Regions from separate parts of the Mus musculus genome. Here region 1 is linked to region 2. Evidence: chromatin contacts called from public HiChIP or PLAC-seq data. All regions are on one chromosome and are shown on one strand. The core of a region is the stretch at or near the end of the contact, and the rest is flanking DNA. Distances in the headings are between cores, read along the strand shown.

Region 1 (6,174 bases), core at 949-3,448, 180 kb after region 2:
GACCTCTGAGAAATACCCCTCCCACTGGCCTGGGGGCAAAGGTCACACAGCAGGAGGTGGCACGACTCAGGACTGCAGGAAGAAGCCAGATCGATATACCTCCTATTCTTGGATCTCTCTGCAACAAGAGCTGAGCCCAAGTCCTGGATAGGAGGGGTTTGGCCACGTCTGCCTCTGCCAATGACTCTGCTTAGCTCAGAAAGCGGCAGACGGCTTTGTTGACTGAGGCTCCTCCTGTTTGCCATCTGCCAGCTAGAAGGGCCAGGCTTCCTCGCCGCAGGGTGGGGTCTACAGGGGCCAAGAGGGTGGGTTTGGGGACCCACTTCCAGATACCTTTCCCCATGGGCCTTCATTTCCTCTCTTTCTTTTCTTTCTTTCTTTCTTTCTTTCTTTCTTTCTTTCTTTCTTTCTTTCTTTCTTTCTTTCTTTCTCTCTCTCTCTCTCTCTCTCTCTCTCTCTCTCTCTCTCTCTCTCTCTTCCTTCCTTCCTTCCTTCCTTCCTTCCTTCCTTCCTTCCTTCCTTTCTCTCTCTCTCTCTCTTTCTTTCTTTTTTTTGAGACAGGGTTTTCTCTGTGTAGCCCTGGCTGTCCTGGAACTCACTCTGTAGACCAGGCTGGCCTCGAACTCAGAAATCTGCCTGCCTCTGCCTCCCAAGTGCTGGGATTAAAGGTGTGCGCCACCACTGCCAGAGGGCCTTCATTTCTAAGCTTCCAGGTACATCAGTGCAGGAGCCAGCAGTTGTGCTCAGGTATGGGAGCCAGCCTTTGGGGTCCTTTGCTGCTTGAGTTATGGGAGCCAGGCTCTGGGGTGAGTCAGGACACCCTTGGCTAAGATGCTTGCTCACCTATAGAGGCTCAGAGGTTGGGAGACTTACCTGCCATCACACAGAGGGAAGTATGGTCAGCCACAGGATTGAAGCGCCAGTAGAGCAAGCCCAAGGCACCTGGTTCCTGGGGGCTGTGATCCTGTAGCTAACCTTAGGTTGAGCCTGGCCTTACCCTGCTAGGTCTCTTTTGCCATGGCTGATGGATGGCAGTTTCTTCCATTGCCCTCTAGATTTCCTGTTACAAGATTTTTGTTTGTTTTGTTTTTGTTTGGTTTGAGACAGTCTCACTATGTAACCTTGGCTGTCCTGGAACTTGCTATGTAGACCTGGCTAGACTCACATAGAGATCTGCCTGCCTCTGCTCCCCTCCCCCTCCAAATGCTGGAATTAAAGGTGTGTGTCACCACTCCAGGACTGTTATAGCTTTGTCATGGAGAGCCACACACCTATATTGTCATTCGCCGGTGTGTTGTTCCATGGCTACCTGTTTCATTGGTCACTAGGATAGCCATCAGACTGTTCCCAGCATCTGGGTCATTTGGCCATAGATGGGTACCAGATAAATGTAGGCCCATGGAAGGTGTATTACACCAAGTACCTGATGCTGAGCTGTGGAAACCCAGCCAACAGTGACCAGGCCTTTCTCTGGGTGGGTTGTTCTCCTAGAGTGAAATTGTCACCTCATCTACAAACGCTGAGGATGACTGACTCCCTGCTGGGTGGCCATGGGAACCAGAGATGGAGAAGGTCATGTAGAGGCTGATTGGGACTCAGTTCCCAATTCCAATCATTAGAGTTATTATTATTGGTTGAAGACCAGCTGGCTAGTGAAGGGATCTGTTGTGTTCCCCAGAGCTGAGAGGAGAGGCTGGGACTAGAAGTGGTACAGCTAGACTCAGCTGGATTCAGTGACACAAGCCCCGCCCCTCAGCTCCCCTTCCAGACTCTATGTATTCCATTCAGTCTAGCATCAGGAGGCTTAGATCAGTAGTCTGGGTCTTGCCCAGGACCACAGGCTATACAAGTTGGTATCACCCCTCACCCCTCACAGAACTCTTTCTCTGTACCAGGAGGCAATGCCCCATCCACCCTGTACCAGGCAGGTGGTTCAGTGCTACCAACCCTGCCCCTGGCTGGAACAATGTAGTCCAGACACTCCTGCCAGCTCCGCCCCTTCTTCAGGCTCCACCCTATTTACCAGTAGCTCCGCCTCCCCCCTCCTCAGCTTGAACCAGGAGACTGTCTCCTAGGCCCAGCTCCGCATGCAGACCCGCCCTATTTATATTAGGAGCCCTGCCCCCGATTCCCCGCCAGTTCGGGAGGCCCCGCCCCTCGCGGATTGCGAGGACGCGGGCGCGCGGCCGCAATCGGAGGAATACGGCTTGGTGGGCGGTTTCCCGCGCCGAGAGGAGAGCTGGCCACTGCGCTACCGCCTCGCTCGCAGCTGCGCCGGGCTGTAGCCTAGCTCCGCGTTCCGGAGTCGCCGCAGCCCGTGGGGCAGGTGAGCCCAGCGCGCTCCGCGCTACCCATACCCGGCGCACAGGGAGTCGGGGGCGCGGTCAGTTCGCTGCACCGGGCCCAGGGCTGTCGCCGCCTCCCCCAACGCACAGCGCAGCAGCTGAGTGAAGCCACAGGTGGGTGGCAGCTGGGGGCGGGGCCGGGATGCTCAGGCCTGTGGTTCCCTGGGGGGACCCCGATCCCCTGAGGTGGTGGTGGGTGGGTGCGCAGGATACAGGCCGGGCCCAGCTCGCGTGGGAGACTGACCCTGCTCAGGGCGCCCCAAGTGCTCAGCGTGATCCTACACTACGCTGGCTTCAACCCTAACAGGTGGTGACCCCTGAACCAGGTGTCAAGCCCATGGGGCCCTGGCGGATGACTCCCATGTACAGTACCACCCCCTGACATCCCTGACAGTCAGTTGACAGCTGGGCATAAATGCCAACTTCTTGATAACCCTAAGGTGACCCCTTAACACAAGTCCGACCCTTTGACAGCCCTGACAGGTGACATTTGAGCACAAGTGTCACTTCTGACTCCTATTTCTTTCCTCAGACTCCTGGTCTCTTGCCTGTCGCCCTCATGAGAAAAACCAACATGTGGTTCTTGGAACGACTTCGGGGGTCTGGGGAGAACGGAGCCAGCCGCGGTGAGGCTGGGGACAAGTCTTCCAAGGGTCCCTTGTATAGCAACGTGCTGACTCCGGACAAGATCCCCGACTTCTTCATCCCGCCCAAGCTGCCCTCTGGCCCCACAGAGGCTGAGGGACAGGCGGACCTGGGCCCCTCCACCTCAGAGCAAAACCTGGCTTCACCTGGGCCCCGTCGAGCACCTCGCAGTCCCCGGCTGCCGGCCAAGTTGGCCTCAGAGAGCAGGAGCCTGCTGAAGGCAGCCACACGACATGTGATTCAGATAGAGAGTGCGGAGGACTGGACAGCCGAGGAAGCCACCAACGCTGACCCCCAGGCGCAGGGTGCCATGTCATTGCCCTCTGTGCCCAAGGCTCAGACATCCTATGGCTTTGCCACACTGGCCGAGAGCCCCCACACCAGGCGCAAGGAGTCCCTTTTCCACAGTGAGCACGGGGCCCTGGCCCAGGTCGGATCCCCTGGTGCTGGCCGCCGGCGAGCAGGGGCCAAGGGCAATGGAGGTGATGGGGGATCCCGGGAGGTTGGGGGGGCCCTGATGAGCCCTAGCCGCTACTTCAGTGGCGGGGAAAGTGACACAGGGTCCTCTGCTGAGTCGTCCCCCTTCGGGTCCCCTCTGCTGTCTCGCTCTGTATCGCTGCTCAAGGGCTTCGCCCAGGACAGCCAGGCCAAAGTGAGCCAGCTGAAACAGTCGGTAGGTCGCCATGGCTCCCTGTCTGCGGATGATAGCACACCAGACACCAGCCCAGGTGTCCGTCGCCGCTTGTCCCGCAGGGCTACCCCGGAGCCAGGCCCGGAGTCTGGCCAGGCACCACGTGGAGAGCACACAGTGAAGATGGGCACCAGGGGCAGCGTGAGGCTGCTGGCCGAGTACGAGGCTGCTCAGGCCCGCCTGCGTGTGCGCCTGCTGGCGGCCGAGGGCCTGTATGACCGGCCCTGTGATGCCCGGAGCATCAATTGCTGCGTGGGGCTGTGCCTGGTGCCCGGGAAGCTGCAGAAGCAGCGGAGCACCATCATCAAAAACAGCCGCCACCCCATCTTCAACGAGGACTTCTTCTTTGATGGCCTGGGGCCAGCCAGTGTGCGTAAGCTGGCCCTCAGGATCAAGGTGGTCAATAAGGGTAGCAGCCTCAAGCGGGACACACTCCTGGGGGAGGAGGAATTGCCACTGACCTCCCTGTTGCCCTTTCTGTGAGGTCATTGGTTCCTCCCTTCTATACTTAGCTCAGCTGAGCCGGGTGAGGGTGGGCGGGGCCTCTTGCCCCGCTTTCCCTGGGTCTCTTAGTGGAGTGCGCTTAGGAGATGGGCTGCTGGGGCAAATATTGCTGACTGGAACCCCTTCCCCCTCCACCTTGGCCCATCCACATAGAGTTGTGGGGTTCGTAGCAGTCCCAGGATCCTGGTACCTAAGGCAGCTGGGACCCAGAACAGAGTTTCCTGAGTGTGGAACTTGTCCCCCGCCCCCCGCCCCCCCCCCCCCCCCCCGCTTGGCTGCACGCGGGTGTTTTTCCCGCACGGCCCGGTTGCTCAGATGCTCCGATAACTTCTTTGAGACTTCCCCCAGTCTGTGGGAAGTCATCCTCCCTGGCCAGGCTGGCTCCAGGTAGGCCTAACCTCCCAAGTTCTGGCGCTGATGTGCCATCTAGAGCTACAGGAGGGCTTGGCTGCGGGAATCAAGAAAGCCAGAGTGCACAGAGAGCCGAAGGAGGCGGTGACTCTTGGCTGATGGCTCTTTGGCACAGGCTTCCCTCCACTCCTGCTGATCAACCAGAGCCACCTGTAACCCAGGAGCTTCTGCCTCAAGTCTGTGGCTCTATCCTCATCTTGCAAGCTACAAACCACTTTCCCAGGGTGCCCTTGGCAAGTCGCCCTTTGCTCCAGAATGTAAATAGGCTATAGCTGTGGTGGGTGGGCTGTGTGTATGTGTGTGTGTGTGTGTGTGTGTATGTGTGCCCGTGTGCACGCACTTGTGTTGGGGGGCAGGGTTCTAGGTTGTTTATGTGTGTGTCTTTCCTGCACAGGAAATCCTCATGGGGTGGGATACATGGGTCCCTGAATGGCTGCTGTGTTTTGCACAAACTCTAAGACTCAGAACAGAATGGACCGCCTGTTGGATAATGGCAGATAAGGGAGGGTCCAGCATTCCTTTGTCTTTTGCTGTTTCCTTAAACTCCCAAAGCCCTTGTCCCTCTAGAAAAGGGTTTTGAGATTGATTGCTTGGACCTTTGAGGTGAGCCAAGCACCTAGGAGTTGAACCCCTACCCAACCCCTGTGCCTGGTCCCCATTGTCTCTGGGACTAGGGTACATCCAGGACCTGGGCTGGTCAGTTGGAGTGGTGGACAGAGGGCCCCAGGGGTCTCTTGCTTTTTTCTGTCTCCCATCTTCTATGCTCTGTGGGGCCCTGTTTTTTATACCCTGCACTGTTTGATATCTCTGTTTGCAGTTGACTGTACGTGAATCTTTTAAGACGCCTCCCCCAAATGTGTTTGTTTATAATGCTGTTTTGAGTGCAGTAAAGGTGTTTGGGGAGTGCGGGGGTGCAGGCCTGCTTGATTTGTGTTTAATAACAACAGGAGTTTAACCGTGGCTGCTGGCAAGGTGGGGGAGCCTGAGGTGAGGAAGGCCTTTCTCACACTCCTACTCTCTACTGCTTGGGGTTGAACAGAAGAAGATAGAAAAGGGAGGGAGACCCTGGCCGTTGTGAAGAGGGCTCACAGGTCCCACGGCTGGGCTCTGTCCTCAGTCTCTATCCACACAACTCAGCCTGTCCCTACAACAGCCCGCAGAGTGGACATTGTGGATATCCCATGAAGCGCTGGAGGCCTGTGGACTCTGTCCAGCTATCTGGTAGAGGTTGGGAGGGGAGACAAGTTGTGCAGGCCCCAGAGAGATATCTCCATCTTCTTTCTAGGTTTTGTCAACCTGGTCTCTTCAGGCACTGCTGGTTGCCTAAACCAGGTACTGGCCTGGAGCTGTCTGGCCCAGGGAGACCGGAAGACAGGTCTAGAGGCTGCTGCCTAGATGGCTGATGCCTCTAGGGCTTCTCAGCTAGAACAGGGTTTTCTCTGCAGTGAGTCACTGTGTAGGGATGATCTGACACTGGAGTTGGAGCATCTGGCCCCTGGGAGTCACCGTTCCTATGCACATACCTTCAGCACACCCAGGGTGCTGGGTGAGGATGTCTTAGATGGATGGCAGGCCCCG
Region 2 (6,241 bases), core at 1,336-3,835:
TTTCATTTTTAGAGCCTGTGTGTGGGTTTGTGTATATGCGCGCAATGCCTGTGGAGGTCAGAAGAGGGCATCAGATCCTTTATATCTAGAGTTACAGGAAGTTGTGAGCCACCTTGGGGGTGCCAAGAATCAAACTGGGGTCCTCTCCCTGTCCCCACCTCTCACCTGACACACAGGGTTTCTCTATGTATCCCTGGCTGTTCTGAAACTCACTCTACAGACCAGGCTGGCCTTGAACTCAGAGATCTGCCTGCGTCTGCCTCCTGGGACTAAAGGTGTGTGCTACCATGTCTGTAGCAGTAAGCTTTCTTACACACTGAGCCATCTCTCCAGCTACCTCCTTTAATTCTTTAATGCATATATTTACTTTCTTTTTTTTTCTTTCTCTCTCTCTCTCTTTTTTTTTTTTTTTTTTGGTTTTTCGAGACAAGGTTTCTCTGTATAGCCCTGGCTGTCCTGGAACTCACTTTGTAGACCAGGCTGGCCTCGAACTCAGAAATCCGCTGGCCTCTGCTAGGATTAAAGGCGTGCGCCACCACGCCCAGCATTACTTTCTTAAAATTTAAAATGCTTTTTGCTGTTGTTTAGCTAGGGTTTTTCTATGTAACCCTGGCTGACCTGGAACGCACAGAGACCACACACACACACACACACACACAGACGACCTTTAAAATGCAGCACGAGCATCCTCTTTCTGCTAGCCTTTGCAACCATCTCATGTTCTGGGCCATGAAGTTCATCAAAGGAATGAGTTGCAGTGAGTTTAGCCCTTGTGGAAAAGGATTGTGGTGGAAGTCAGGTGTCCAAGACTGGCCTGGTCGGTCCAGATGGCATTCACCCCACCTGGTGTCAACTGGAAACCTAAGAGAGGTTTTCTCTCATTCTCAGCTACTGTAAGAGATAGACTGCCACCCAGGGAGAGCCTTTCAGCAGGTGCTAAGGGCCTCTGGGTATGCTGTGTGGCTCTGGGCTATCATCTAGTCCCCTCTGAGCCTTAGGATCCCCAGTGGGAAAAAAGGCTAGAAGAACAGGAAACAATAGGGGGCCTAACCAGAAACAACCCTTTCATCTGCTGTTCTGGGTGGGAGGTTCTGTCACCTGCCCACTGACCACAGCCACACCCCACACCCGGGCCTGGCCCCCCACTGTCAGAGGCTCTCTTGGGCCAGGCCAGCAGAACAGATAAACAAGCCAGGGGATGTGGGGCAGGCAAGTGCAGGCCCTGGCTCCCCTGAGCCCCTGGCTGGGCTCCCGGGGCAGGGCGGAGGAGCAGCCAGGCCTTTGTCTGGGCTTTCTGAAGTAAAGGACGCCAGGGCTGGGTGTCAGCCTTCTTGGCCAGGGAAGGATGTGACAGCTCCCACCCATCGGAGGGTGTGGCGGGTCACGGGTTAATCCCAAGAGGAAAGTTGTCTTGCACAAAACACACCCAGAGAGGGAAGGGCAGGGGGAGCGGTCACCAGCCAAGTCGGGCTGGCCAGACTGCTCTGTCCCAGCCCTGGCTTCGGTAAGGACAGGCTCCCTGTGTGGGATGCCCCAAGACACCAAGCAGGCAGATTTGTGACCTAGAAGATGTTTTCCTACCACCAGGCTTGTCAAGCACCCCTAGACCACCTATCTTTCCCACCTGTGGGAGTAAGGGGCTTGGGGGACACCCTCACGTTGCCCAGAGCGGGCTGCATGCCTGAACGGGCCCCGGTGCGTATGAAATCTTCCACTGCCCATCGCTTCGCAAACCCACACAAACAGACCCCAGCTCACTCAGACTAGGTTTGGGGACTGGGTTCCACCATCATTTTCAACCTCAGTCAGCCACTCCTTTGAGTCACACCATCTGGTCCCCGCTTTTTCTGGGAAGGGGGAGGGGATACTCTTAGAGGGAAAGGGGGAAATCTGATTAAAGCTTCTGTCAGGGAACCGCCCGCCTAGCTCTCCACAGAAATCTACCTCTCCAGCCAGTGGCAACTCAGGACATCTAAGGGGTCGGAATTGGTTTGGCCAAGAGGCTGCGGACCCAGAAGAGGCCACGAGGAGGGCAGAGCGCAGGAAGGACCGACAGAAGCGCCAGGAGCAGCAAGCCGAAGCTGGGGGAGGGGAAGCGGGGAGCACCCAGCCTCTTGAGTAAGGGTCCCATTACTTCCGAAGTCCCGCAGCCTCTTGGGGGGGGGGCGCCCACCCACAGGTGGCCCAGCTTGGATAAAGGGTCTTGCGCGCGCGTGGGCCTCTCTCCTTTGCATCCTGCAAGAGATGTGTGGTGCAACCCAGGTGCCCCCCCCTCCAGCTTGATTGGGGACCAGGCCTGGAGTGCGCGGCCCAGCTCGATCCTTCCCTTTTGCAGCTGGGCACGGTCTCCCCGCGTCGCCTCTAGGTTCCCCGTTGGGGGCCTGGGGCGTCAGAGCGCGCGCGGCCGGGTACTCACTCCATCTCCCGCGAGGTCCGTGGGCGGTGCAGCGCGGGGCAGGGCCGACTCTAGGGCCTGGCGGCCGGGGCTGTGCGGCGCGGGGGCGGCACCGGGGCGGGCATCGTCCCCAGCGCGCCGGGTATTGTCCGGGCGCGGCCGGGTGGGCTCGTGTGCGCGCCGCCTCTGCGCGTTCCCTGTATCCCTCGCGCCCGCGCGCGCCTCCTGCTGGCCGCAGACGCTCCGCACCGCGCAGCTGCACCCCAAAACGTCGCAGAGATCCCGGACCCAGTCACCCTGAGTTCTCCATGGAATGAAAGGAGTCCTGATATAGTTTAGGGCCCCAAGTCGGACCCCCGACCCGCGAGAGAGCCACAGCAGCAGCTCTTGAGGGGGTTCAGTTCCTGCACGAGGCCCAGCCTGGGCCAATGGCTGGATATGGTTTACTGAACTCAGGAGTTTAGTCAGCCCTGTGATGCTGCCAGACTGAGCAAAGGGGTATTGGGTGAACTTAGACTTTGTTCCCAGGGCACTGGAGAGCCACAGTAAGAAAGACATAGGGCCTGTCTCCCTCAGAGAGTGCACCATGTGACTTTCTGCCTGGACTGCAGCTCCTTGGCCTTAGACACTCACTGGGCCTTGGGGCAGCGCAGGGAGAGTGAGTCACAAAATTCGCTTCTCTGATAGAGTCGTTGTCCTTTGGTTTGGTTTTGGAGACTGTATGCTCACTTTGTGTGCACGTGGAGGTCCCAGGACATCTTCCACTGCCTTCCTGCCAAGCCACCCACTTTCCCTTGGACTTCTTTTGAAATTATGTAGACTAATATGTAGACTAGGCTGTCCTGAAAGTACCCACTGCCTTAGCCAGGCCTGCACCACCACACCTATCTTCCCTGGGTTTGGATCTGGGCTCACCGGTATAGTGGTGTGTGATTCTGTGTCTGTTTCTCAGCCTTTTCACCTCTCTGCCCATCCCACCTCCTCAGATGCTAGAGGGCTAACGGTGTCGTCTCACCTGGACACACTGAGGGTCAGGCGAACTTTTCAGATAAAAGGCCAGATAGTAAACACTGCCAGCATTGTTGGCCAGGTGGTTTGTGTTGCAAGGACAGTACACTTATCATGAACACCAGAGGAGCTGGAGGAGATCTGTGAAGTGGTTCTGTGTCAATAAAACTTTATCAACATTGATGGGCTCTATGCTGTGTGTCAATAAAACTTTACTGACAAAGACAGGCTGAATGCTATATTTTGCTGAGCCTGCATTATTAGATGCTCAGACTGACAGCTGGTATCTTCCATGTTCCTGGACCACTGTCTTTTCAGTCAAAAGAGAATGACTGAGTTCTTACTGTATGCTCTGGGGATTCAGGACACTATCTTTGTCTCCTAAGCAAGTGAGTTAAGATTTAGGGCTGGTGAGATGGCTCAGTGGGTAAGAGCACCCGACTGCTCTTCTGAAGGTCAGGAGTTCAAATCCCAGCAACCACATGGTGGCTTACAACCATCCGAAACAAGATCTGACTCCCTCTTCTGGAGTGTCTGAGGACAGCTACAGTGTACTTACATATAATAAATAAATAAATCTTTAAAAAAAAAAAAAGATTTGAAGTGCTGGGCTGGAGCAATGGCTCAGTAGTTAAAACTGCTCTTCCAGAGGTCTTGAGTTCAATTCCCAGCAACCACATGGTGGCTCACAACTATCTGTAATGGGATCTGACGCCCTCTTCTGGTGTGTCTGAAGACAGTGACAATGTACTCACATAGGTAAAATAAATAAATCTTTAAAAAAATATTTAAAGAATTATTTATTTTAAAAAGAAGATTTGAAGCGTTTTCTGTGCAAGCAGTGGTCTGTGTTTAATCCCTACCCACATGGTGGCATGCTCAACATGGTGGTAAGCTCAACACTGGGGAAGGGGAGACACAAGCATTCTGGGGTTCCCTGGCCATCCGTCATAGCACAAGGCAAGTTTGAGGCCAGGGAGAGATCCTGCCCTAGAAAATCAGATAGATGGTAAGGAAGGAGAGCTGGGGCTGCTCTCCATGCCCCACTCGCATGTGCTTACACTGCACACAGAACATGCATACAAGCAAAATCAAGTATTAAAAAGTAAGGGATGCTGGAGTTGGGCATGGTGACACATGCCGAGTCTCCCTGACCACAAGTGCCAGGCCCACCTGGGCTACCTAGGGAGACCAATGTGTATGTGTGTATGTATTGATATGTATTTTTAAAGTTATGGGCTGGAGAGATAGCTCAATGGTTAAGAGCACTGGCTGCTCTTCCAGAGGTCCTGAGTTCAAATCCCAGCAACCACATGGTGGCTCACAACCATCTGTAATGGGATATGATGCCCTCTTCTGGTGTGTCTGAAGAGAGCAATAGTGTACTCACCACATATATTAAATAAATAAATAAATAAATCTTAAAAAGAAAAAAGCCCGAAGTGAGCTGATGTGGCTATACAAATCTGTCACCTCAGCACCTGGGAAGTAGAGGATAAAAGTCCCAGGTTATCCTTGGCTACATAGTGAGTTTGGGGGCAACCTGGCTACCTGAGTCCTTGTCTAAGAAAAAGAGAGCCACTTCCAGGAGAGTCGGAGGAAATGGAGAGCCAACGTCCTGGTTGGTGAGCTGGGGGCATGTCTGAGCCTTGCACACCATTCGTCTCTCATTGTCAAAGCCACTGACAGATCTTCACTGGGTCTCTATATACACATAGTGTCTCAAAAACACAAAAATCAGGCAGTGAATAAATAAATAAATAAATTAATTAATATCTCAAAGGGTTCCCAGATGCCCCAGAACGGAGATGGGAGCCCTTCCTGGGTTTCTCAGGCCAGGCCAGGGTCCAGATGGCTGCTGGGAGCTTGGCAGTTGGCAGTTGAGGTGAGTGCAAGATGGTTTCACAACCATTCATCAAAGCAGAAGGAAACAGAGAAGCAACAGGGCTCCTGCGTCTGCAGCCTGAACTTTTCCTGCACTTGCTGTGCGATTTTTTTCCCCCCTGAGACACAGTTTCTCTGTGTAGCCCTGGCTGTCCTGGAACTCACTCTATAGACCTGATTGGCCTTGAACTCACAGAGATCTGCCTGCCTCTGCCTTAGAGCTAGGACTAAAGGCACGCGCCCACCCTGCATCACACACCTTCCCACTCTCTGTCGTCATCCCCGCTGATTTCTCTTTATATCGCTGTCTTCATCTCTGTTTCTGTCTCCCTCTCATTTATTTTATTTGTTATTTTCTGAGTGTTTTTCTGTGTGTATATACCACATGCATGCAGTACCCACAGGAGCCAGAAGTGGGGACAGATCCACTGCCACTATGTGAGTGCTATCAACCAAACCCAGGTCCTTTGGAAGAGTAGCCAGTGCTCTAAACTGCTAAGCCTTCTCCCCAGACCTGCTTTCTGTTTGTTTGTTTGCTTGCTTGCTTGCTTTTTGTTTGGCAAGGACTCACTCTGTAAAACAGGCTGGCTTTAATCTCAGAGACCCATCTGCCAGTGTCTCCAGAGAGCTGGAGTTAAAGGTATGCATCCTCTTCAGGCTTGGCTTTCTTTCTGTCCTTATCTCTGTCTTTGTCTTCCCCTCCCTCTCTGTCTCATTCCACCTTCACCTGTTTCTGTTACTCTCTTATGTTCCTCTGGCCCTGGCTCTCTGGGGTCTCTCCCTCCTTCCCCTCCTGCTCTGTGTCTGGTCACTACTACCTTCCTGAGCCCTGGCTCCCTCAAAGGCCAATGGTGCAGAGCTTCCCCCTGCATCCTCAGTGGGGGATGGAGTGACCCTTTTGGGAGGTTGTTGCTAAGACAACAGTGCCTTCTCCTGCAGGATGCCCTTGCTGAC

What was found. HiChIP or PLAC-seq counts read pairs in DNA pulled down with a chosen protein or histone mark.
Region 1: a FOXA1 HiChIP or PLAC-seq map of pancreatic cancer cells shows a contact between it and region 2. The contact joins the promoter of C2cd4c here to the promoter of Palm in region 2. A contact is called at or near these places in 1 of 39 promoter capture datasets (liver), 3 of 484 Hi-C or Micro-C datasets (the N1E-115 cell line, cardiomyocytes and embryonic stem cells), 1 of 115 datasets of contacts at active chromatin or transcription factors (pancreatic cancer cells) and 1 of 9 other capture datasets (liver).

The regions. Positions count from the first base shown.
Region 1 is chr10:79,610,042-79,616,215 of GRCm38.p6, reverse strand. C2cd4c (C2 calcium-dependent domain containing 4C) reads left to right here and starts at 2,198. Exons shown (of 2, transcript NM_198614.3): 1 at 2,198-2,459; 2 at 2,878-6,174. The coding sequence starts at 2,905. The coding sequence ends at 4,164.
Region 2 is chr10:79,789,916-79,796,156 of GRCm38.p6, reverse strand. It overlaps Palm (paralemmin), which reads right to left and starts at 2,585. Exons shown (of 9, transcript NM_023128.4): 1 at 2,417-2,585. The coding sequence starts at 2,421. It also overlaps a transcript of Prss57 not described here.